Regions from separate parts of the Zea mays genome. Here regions 1 and 3 are each linked to region 2. The links are chromatin contacts, called in public Hi-C maps. All regions are on one chromosome and are shown on one strand. The core of a region is the stretch at or near the end of the contact, and the rest is flanking DNA. Distances in the headings are between cores, read along the strand shown. Region 1 holds the start of LOC103632138 (protein LURP-one-related 10). Region 2 holds the start of LOC100282880 (ribosomal proteinS12 (homolog)). Region 3 holds the start of LOC103632137 (nitrile-specifier protein 5).

Region 1 (2,852 bases), core at 121-2,620, 240 kb after region 2:
ATACAAATATATTTTGTATACAAGTGAATTAGCTTAATTGATATATGCCTAAATTACTATTATTAGAATGGAATTCAATTCCAGTGATCCAAACGGGGCGTAAGATTATTAAGGTTACACTAGGGAGCTTTGAAGTGAAGAAGCTTTGAAGTCTCTATATATGCAATCCTCAATATACATAAGATTATTATATAAGGTTACACTAGGGAGAACAGAAGGATGACCATATGTATGACACCTGTGGTGTGCATTCAGTCATTTTTGTCCGTGTGAATTTCCTGCAGGATGACCACAAGCGCCGAGATGAACACGTAGTCGACGTTCGGGAACACGGTGAGGCTGAAGTAGTCCTTTCCCAGCAACATGCTCGTGGCGCTGTGCTCGCGGTGCATCTGCAGATCGAAGCGGATGGGGAAAAAAAAATATTCTCTCTGAAGCGGCGCACCTCATCATTTTTGTATATATATATTATATATACTCACTTTAGCGATCAAGGCGTTGGAGTTGTTGCCGCCGAGGTAGAAAGAGCAGGACCTCTCCTTGAAGCTGCCCTTCATGATGAAGTCGCAGGCCTCGTGCGAGGTGTTGGAGGCCAGGTAGATGAGCATCTCGGTCTTGAACGGCTGGATGATGGAGGATTTCTTGGCGGTGAAGAGCAGGTCGCTCGATCTCGTGCTGTCCCCTCTGTACGCTTCCCACGTGTTGTGCATGCTGATTACCTGCCAATGCAGATCAGCAGAGCCATTGCTGCTTGTTGTATGTTCGATTCGGTCTATTAATTGCCTAGCCGCAGTACCTTCTCGCGCAGGCAGAGGAGGGGGTTGCCGGCGGCGTCGAGGAGGCGGCGGCGGTTGTGGATGCTGATCAAGGCACCCTTGACCGTGACCACGACGGCGCCGTTGGTGTCGGTGATGGTGAAGTCGCCTTCCCGGAGGCTCACCTTCTTCTCCTTCACCGCCAGCTGCACCACGTAGGGCGCGCAGAAATGCGAGGCCACCACCGCCACGGGGGATACGATGCCTCCGCTTGGCTCCGGCGGCGGCGGCGCCGGCATGGACGGAGGTGCTGCCATCTATTACCAAGTACCAAGGGTCGTCTTCTTGCTGATACACAACGCTCCTATGCTATGCTACACGCAACACGCCAAGAAGGAATGCACAGTATTACTGCCAGCCACCGCCGCGCAAAGTGAGCTGATCCACACCACAAAAGTTGGCAACTCTATTTTAAACAGAGAACCACAAAAGGTTACTCTGAGCCTCAGAAAAGATCTACCGATCGAGAAGGATTGGTTTTTGGTTGGTCGTCTGCTGGGGTTTACAAACAGGCCTCCGAAAGAAGCAAATACTACGCATGCATAAGCATAATGACAATGACATGCAGAGGTCTGCTGTTCTTCTTCGGTTGTCGCCACTCGCCACTGGCATAGCAGGACATCGATCCCAGGGCCAAATGGCCCGGCCCGGCGACACGTGGTCCGGTAGCTATGTCGGGCTTGGACCGCTAGTATGGTCTACGGTGTAGGCACAAGAAGTTCAGTAACGTCTAGTCTATTTTTAGGTATAATAATACTTATACTTCTGTTTGTTATATGGGAGTATAATAAAATGTGATATGTGTTTATGTGCTTATATAAAATTTTGTGTTTAAGTATGTATCTAAAATTTTAAATGTAATCTATTGAATTTAGAATAAATATGAATTTTGTAGTGTTTTTTTTTCTGTTTATAAGCTCGGGCCTAGCCTGCCACTACTAGGGCGGGCGTGCCTTGGTCAGCATGGTCCATGTAAGAACAACCGTGCTAGGCCTTGGCCGCTTCAAACAGCCCGTAGGTCGGCCCGACATGATACTAAACCGTGTCGGGCTTAGACTAAGTCCCGTCGTGCCGAGCCTAGCCGTGTCTAGGTCAGACCGACCGGCATGACCATTTAAACATGTCTAGGGCTAGTTCTATAGAGTGAGCAAGGGGCAACCGCCCGGAGCCTCCAAACTTATGGGACCCGCCTCTAACTATAAGGCATGTACAAATCTAGAGATGCTAGAACGGTTTTGTAAATATATGAGATAACTAAGAGACTACATGATATAACCTTAAGCCCATAGATCATAAATGCCGTTAAAAACAATAAGTATAAAAAGTCGTGATGAGAGGGGGTCTTCGTGAAGAGACCGTCTCTTAATTTTCTTTCACTTAACCCCATAGAGAACCCTCAATTAATGTGATTGTACATGGCCTTAATTGAGGCGTCTCTCGAGGGATGTATAGGGCGGTTAAATAAAAAAAAGATCAAAAGTCCGTCTTTTCAAGATTTTCTATACTTATTGTCTCTTAAATTTATTTATGATATAGAGGATTATTAGAGTTATATAATGTTTTTTCTTATATTTTGAAAAACTATTTTAGGGTCTCTACGTTGTACACGCCCTGAGTATTCATCAAGTATCCGTTTATATTAAATATTTTTGAGGTTAAGAAACGAACCGATATAGACCTATGAAATGAATTGACATCTTCGTGCTGCCACAATCCTGCGTGGCCACGCCGCCATAGACGCATTCATCAAGAGACTATAAATGTTAATTTTTTGACAGCTCGAAGAAGCCACTGCTCTAATATAGGTTCTAAAGTCTTTTTTTTTTGTCCCAAACTTTTATCTTACCCGACACTAAGTGATATCAAGTGCAAAATGTTAGAAAAAACTTTTTAGCTTGGTATCAAGTGCGGCTATAAGTGTTTGACTACAATTTATATTTGTCGTTTTGTAAATATTAAAGGATTTTATTGCGCCCAATAGAAGTTATTTTTGCTCATAGAATGATGATTTCTTTACTATATGTCCGTAAGACTTAA
Region 2 (2,948 bases), core at 260-2,759:
ATAAGATAAAGAAAAGATGTTGAAGAATAAAAATATATAGAAAACTATTTTTATTCAAATGACTCTAAATGATGATTTAGAAAGTAAATTTTAGAAAGACACATAGAGATGCTCTTACAAACGATAGTAAACTTTCCCCTATCAAGCATAACTTAAAGCATTGGAAGTTATGAAATGAATGTTCAAATGAGTAATCCAGTAACACTATATAGGCAGCAACAATCATACTATGTAAAAAGCAGCACAAGTTTTAGAGAAAGAGACTCTTAACTCACCCCGGCCCACTCGCCAAGAGTCTTAGCGGCAGGAACAGTGACCAGGTGAACATTGTGCTCAGCGCAGAGTGCCTTCACCAACTTGACGTAATCTGGCTGGTCACAGTCCTCAGCAAGCACGCAAAGCTGAGCGGCGTGCTTCTCGATGGCCTTGGCAGCCTCACGGAGACCCTTCACAAGACCGTCATGAGCACTTGACTTCTTCATCACGAGCTGCAGAGCAGTCATCAAGTCCATAGGCTCCCCAAGAACTGGGGTTGGTGCCTCAACCGCGACTGGGGCCTCCTGTTCACTGCCAAACCAGAATTTGGTGAATTGACAATGCAGGAGCAAAAAGCAATAACTATAACAAACAATTTTGCAAAGGCTAGATGAGTATCAACATATACCGCACCAAGATGAAACATTTCAATACTAGTAGTACTCAGTAATTGGGAGGCTCTAGTGCTTAATAAGCAACAGGACATAGGTAAGAAGCCAGCAGAACTTAAAAGCATATAAAGTGAGGTTCGTTTTTACAGTCTTTGATATGCTGATGATGATGATAAATTAATAACAACAATCAATTGAGACAGAAACATTCATCTCTCAATTAAGTACATAGATAACGCAAACCACAGAAAAATACACCTAACTAACAACACAATTAACCATCAAAACCTCAGTTCGGTTTGGTCAGCAGGACATTTAGCATGAAAACATTGGAAGCTTGAATTGCACACTTTTGATCCAACAATGTGTTACGAATGCACTTAGATTCCAGAGCACAAATAGTGATGAACATGCCTTTACCAAGTTTGGCCCAGGGAAGACAGCATAGTAGCAGGATAATCATTTCATCCCAATAGTAGCGCAACTAATCTACCGAGCTATTAGTATATTGGTACCCCTACCCGTAACAATTACGGAAAACACGCATCAAGCAGAACGATTCTAGCGTCATACCAATCCGGAACTAAAATTTCGCTAACCGGACCAAGATCCCTGAAACGAGCATGGAAAAGATATCGGTTGGGAGACTTACGCCATCTTCCGCGCTGTGAAGGGGTTCCTCGGCGGCTGCGAAGGGAGATCTGGATCAGGCAAGAGAAAAGTCAGTAGCGATTAGTGAGGGAGACGGGAGGAAGAACAAACGAGGCGAGGGGAGCGCGCCGCCACCTGCAGAGAGGGAGCACCGGGCGGCTGCTAGGGTTTTGGCTAGAGGGTGTGAGACAGGTGGGAGAAGGCGGAATTATAAGTGCCGGGCTGCCGGCTCGTCGAGCCAGGCCTGTATAGGCCTTTGTGGGCTAAATATAGCCGGACCTGTATGGGCCTTTATTAGTCCGAGCGAGCAGCTCTCCTCGCCATCTGAGGCCGTAAAGCCGTGTGCAGCAACGGCCGTGCTGAGGTTCGGCGACTGCCGCGCATGGTTAACTTTCTTGTGCCTTAGGCTTTTCAAAAAAATATTGTGCAATTTAAATCCTAATCAGTAGTATAACTTCACCTAACTAGATAATGATGTGATACGAAGTTTTGTACCCTAATTTCCAATACTATACACTAGCATAATAATTTTAAGAATGCAAACACTTAACTTGAATTGCTCAAGAGTAAATATATGTAGTACTAAGGTAAGGATTAGAAGACTACTCAATGTTTTACCGAGGTTTTAGAGAGCCGACATTCCCCCACTGATCCTCGTTGTAGCACCGACGTAAGGGTGTTGCTCCCTCTTAGCGCGTGTTAAGAGTATCGTCCTCCTCATCATCCACTGTATAGGTGTGTGCTAACTTTTCATTTTGATTCAATAACCATGCCCCAAATTTCTGAGTGGAACTCATTATGAGTTTGGGCTTTGGAGATGGCAGGTCGAGAAAGAAGACACTAACGCACTACATGTAGCCGACTTGAATATAGAGATACAACAGGTTATGTGCAGTTGTGCCATACTTGTCGAACAGACGTATCCTTACAATTAAGTAGTCATTCCCGAATAGGTCAGGATTTTGTTCTCGGCCCCAACATACAGTTGCCACGCTACATTGCCTAATGAAGTACTCAAGCTAGACCCAAATGATTGATATGATTTTCTAGCTCCTCCTCCTCTCTTTTTTTTTGTTTTTGTTTATGTAAACTAGAAGTGAAAAAATGGTGAGTCTAATGTTTGTGTGAGGGAGAAGGGCCAACGTGTGGAGCTAGTAGATGATGGAGAAAGTCATGAAGGACTTCATGTAGAAATTGATCGATGGACACATTTTGAGAGGTAGGTTTGAAAGTGGTAGCATCATTAAATATTGGCGAACACATGGTGCAGAGAGAAAGTTCATGTGTTTAGGCCGGGACCCAACCAAACAAGCTTCACCTCAGTTAGACCTAGGATGGATAAGGTACATGTGTTGATATTTGACTGCACACACAAGATATTCTGCTACTCTATGACTGCAATGCGTCGGGCGAAATTGTTCGTGTCCTGCAACTCTTCAACTTGTAATGGGATCATGCTCGTAAGACAGTCTAAACCTCTAGATTCTTATCCGGTCGGCCAATAATTTTTGTCCCCACCAATGGATCGAGTTGGAACAAGGTAGCAATCCAACTAGAGCCTTGTTCGTTTACATCGGATTGCACCCGGAATCGTTCCGGCTAATCAAAGTTTATATAAATTAGAGAAGCAATCCGGCTCGGAATTGTTCC
Region 3 (2,861 bases), core at 155-2,654, 150 kb after region 2:
GAGGCCCGCGAGCCTGGCACGAAGCCCGCTGTTTGAGCCCGGTCCGAGCTCGGCACGGCCCGGTTCTATGCGGGCCCCGGTCGGCCTGACATGAATAAGCGGGCCGGGCTCGGACAGGAAACTAGGCACGGTGGGCTAGCCCGGCACGGCCGTTTACCTCTAAGCACGTTAAGCCCGCTTTTTTTAAACTAAAACGTGTTTTTTGGCCGCTTAGCCCGCTTTCGGCCCGCTTTTTTCGTGCTAAACGGGCTGGCCCGAGCCGTTTAGGCCCGCTGTGGGCCGGGCTCGGACAGAGAATCAAGCCCGCGGGCTTATAAGGCCCGGCCCGATTTCCTAACCGTGCCTGGCCCGGGCCGGGCCGAACAGCCCGTTTGGCCATCTCTAGCTATACATAAGGCTATGTGCCCCCTCTCCCCTCCTGTAGGGGCAACAAGCAGCCCCTATACGCCGCACCGCCTGACGCTAAAGCGTCTTCTTCGCGCTACAGTAGAAGGGGACCAAATCGGCGTCCGTCAGATCAAGTGTGAGGGCGCGCCGACCCCTTCCTGGCATGCAACAGTAGTTTTTGGAGTTTGGTAGTTGGAAAAAAATTGATAGTGGATAAAAAATAGGTATATAAGATGATATTTTATAGTTGTAGTGAGATATATGAAGAGAATTTAGGGGAACCTGCCACGAAAGGTGAAAAAGTATGGATGAAATTGTTGGAACTTGCTCTCTGATGCAAATTGATCCAACGGGGGAGTGTAGCAACGCAAACAGGGTTTTTGCACGAGATGGCAATAGCTCTGTTAATCTAGCCTCTCAAGGGCACTGTGCGGGGGTATTTATAGGTATCTGTGTGCCCATCGTCCTGTGTTAAGGACGCATGTGCCCTCAGACACCTATGTTATCCCCGGAATATTCCCATAAAGCGGGGTTACAGACCGTAATTACAGGGATGCCTTTACAAATTAGGCCCGTAATGCGTAGCGGCCACGCAGAGCCTGTTACAATGGGCTGGATCACACGTGGGCCTCCATGCTGGACGAGGTCGCAATATGAGACGACCTCGTCACAGGTCTTCGTCCGGTGACGTATGGGACGAAGGGTGAGTCTGTCCGTTGTCTTGTCTCCGTTGGTGCAGCGAGGACGGCGAAGGCATCGAGCGAAGGGTGGTGTCTTCGGTTTCGCCCCAACAGAAATATTGATGATGTGACACAAAAAATGATATAAAGAAAGAAATTTAAGAAACCCCTACAAATAGTCTAAAGGCTGTGCTAAATAAAGGGTTTAGGGTTTATATGAGTCCATAAGATGTAAAGTTAGTGGTATATATCTAAAATTATATTTTTTTAATGGTATAGATCTAATTATTTCAAATATATAATGTCTACGTCAAAACACGTAAGCAAACCAAATAGACAGACACCCTCTTCCTCCGAGAAACCGAAAACAATTGCCAAGTGCCAACCAAGCTCGGTGGCTGAATAGAAAAATTGTGCCCGGCAGCGAGCCAGCGATGGCCAGATTCACGCTGTTCTGCTCCGGCATGTCAGCATGTGACGAGGACGCCACCATCCTCTGCACCTCAAAAGTGAGAGCGAGAGCCCCCCCCTCAACATCACTGACACCACCAAAGCACGGGAAAGCAGAGGAAGCGGAGCAGAGCTTTGTGGGAGCGTCAATGGCAGGAACTTGGGTGAAGGTTTGCTTGCCTAGCCTTCGTCTTCCTCCTCCGATTCTCTCTTTAACTTATTCATCCGTCGAATTCGCACCGGCAGGTGTAGCTTTTTTGGAGACGTTCCTGATGTTTGAATCGGATTTAAGCTTGGTTTTTGGTTCGCGGAAGGATTTGTTTGTTTCTTGAGTGGAGTTTTGCAAGCCATCTTTGATATTAGGTTCAAAAGTGAGTTGGGATCAGTTGGCGATAGTAACCCACCCACTCGGATGGTCGGGGAACTGGACTCTGGAGCCCTATGTGATCTACAAAGGGGGATTGATTGCGGGATTGGTGGGTGGCGTTGACGAGGAAGTTTCCATTCCGTCTTCAATGGATCTTCGTCTTCCTAGTGTCAAAGGCATGCTGACAGGGAAGTCGGTGATGCCCAAGTTCTGCTCGAGTCAACGAGCTTCTTTTGCAGCTGTATGCCCCCGACTCCACAGTTGCCAATCCTTAGTTGTTGCAACTTCTGCTGAACTTTTGAGCCTCAAAACCTTGCAGTCCGCAGTCGTATGGCCACTGTTGCTTATTAGTCACTTGATCTGAACCAAATCACAAGGATGTCACAATTCTTAGAATTCTGATTTCATTTCTGCGAAATTTGAGCCTCAGAATTTGGTTTCAACGGGGTGGAGAGATTAATTGTGGATGTCTCGCTTATTATGCTTGCAATTTCAATGCTTTTCACCCAGATGGAGCAGAAGGGCGCCGGTCCGGGAGCACGGAGCTCCCACGCCATCACGCTGCTCGGGGGCACGGCCTACTCGTTCGGCGGCGAGCTCACCCCGCGCGTCCCGGTTGACAGCACCATGTACGCCTTCGACCTCAACACCCAGACGTGGTCGGCGCTGGACGCGACGGGCGACGTGCCGCCGCCGCGCGTGGGCGTGACCATGGCGGCCGCGGGCGGCACGGTGTTCACGTTCGGCGGGCGCGACCTGGAGCACAAGGAGCTGAACGAGCTCTACGCCTTCGACGCGGCGACGCGGGCGTGGACGCTGCTGTCGTCCGGCGCCGACGGCCCGCCGCACCGCAGCTACCACTCCATGGCGGCGGACGCGGGCGCGGGGCGGGTGTACGTGTTCGGCGGGTGCGGCGACGCCGGCCGCCTCAACGACCTGTGGGCGTACGACGTGGCGGCGGGGCAATGGGAGCAGCT

Evidence for each region. Hi-C and Micro-C count contacts between places; a contact is called where the count stands out from the background.
Region 1: a Hi-C map of leaf shows a contact between it and region 2, with 5 times the contacts expected there. The contact joins the promoter of LOC103632138 here to the promoter of LOC100282880 in region 2. A contact is called at or near these places in 3 of 25 Hi-C or Micro-C datasets (ear, leaf and tassel).
Region 3: a Hi-C map of ear shows a contact between it and region 2, with 4 times the contacts expected there. The contact joins the promoter of LOC103632137 here to the promoter of LOC100282880 in region 2. A contact is called at or near these places in 4 of 25 Hi-C or Micro-C datasets (ear, leaf and tassel).

Annotation. Positions count from the first base shown.
Region 1 is chr7:22,390,424-22,393,275 of Zm-B73-REFERENCE-NAM-5.0, forward strand. It overlaps LOC103632138 (protein LURP-one-related 10), which reads right to left and starts at 1,371. Exons shown (of 3, transcript XM_008653976.4): 1 at 797-1,371; 2 at 483-719; 3 at 136-392. The coding sequence starts at 1,072. The coding sequence ends at 252.
Region 2 is chr7:22,148,614-22,151,561 of Zm-B73-REFERENCE-NAM-5.0, forward strand. LOC100282880 (ribosomal proteinS12 (homolog)) reads right to left here and starts at 1,510. Exons shown (of 5, transcript NM_001155786.2): 1 at 1,434-1,510; 2 at 1,300-1,348; 3 at 276-567. The coding sequence starts at 1,304.
Region 3 is chr7:22,296,415-22,299,275 of Zm-B73-REFERENCE-NAM-5.0, forward strand. LOC103632137 (nitrile-specifier protein 5) reads left to right here and starts at 1,405. Exons shown (of 2, transcript XM_008653975.4): 1 at 1,405-1,687; 2 at 2,395-2,861. The coding sequence starts at 1,502.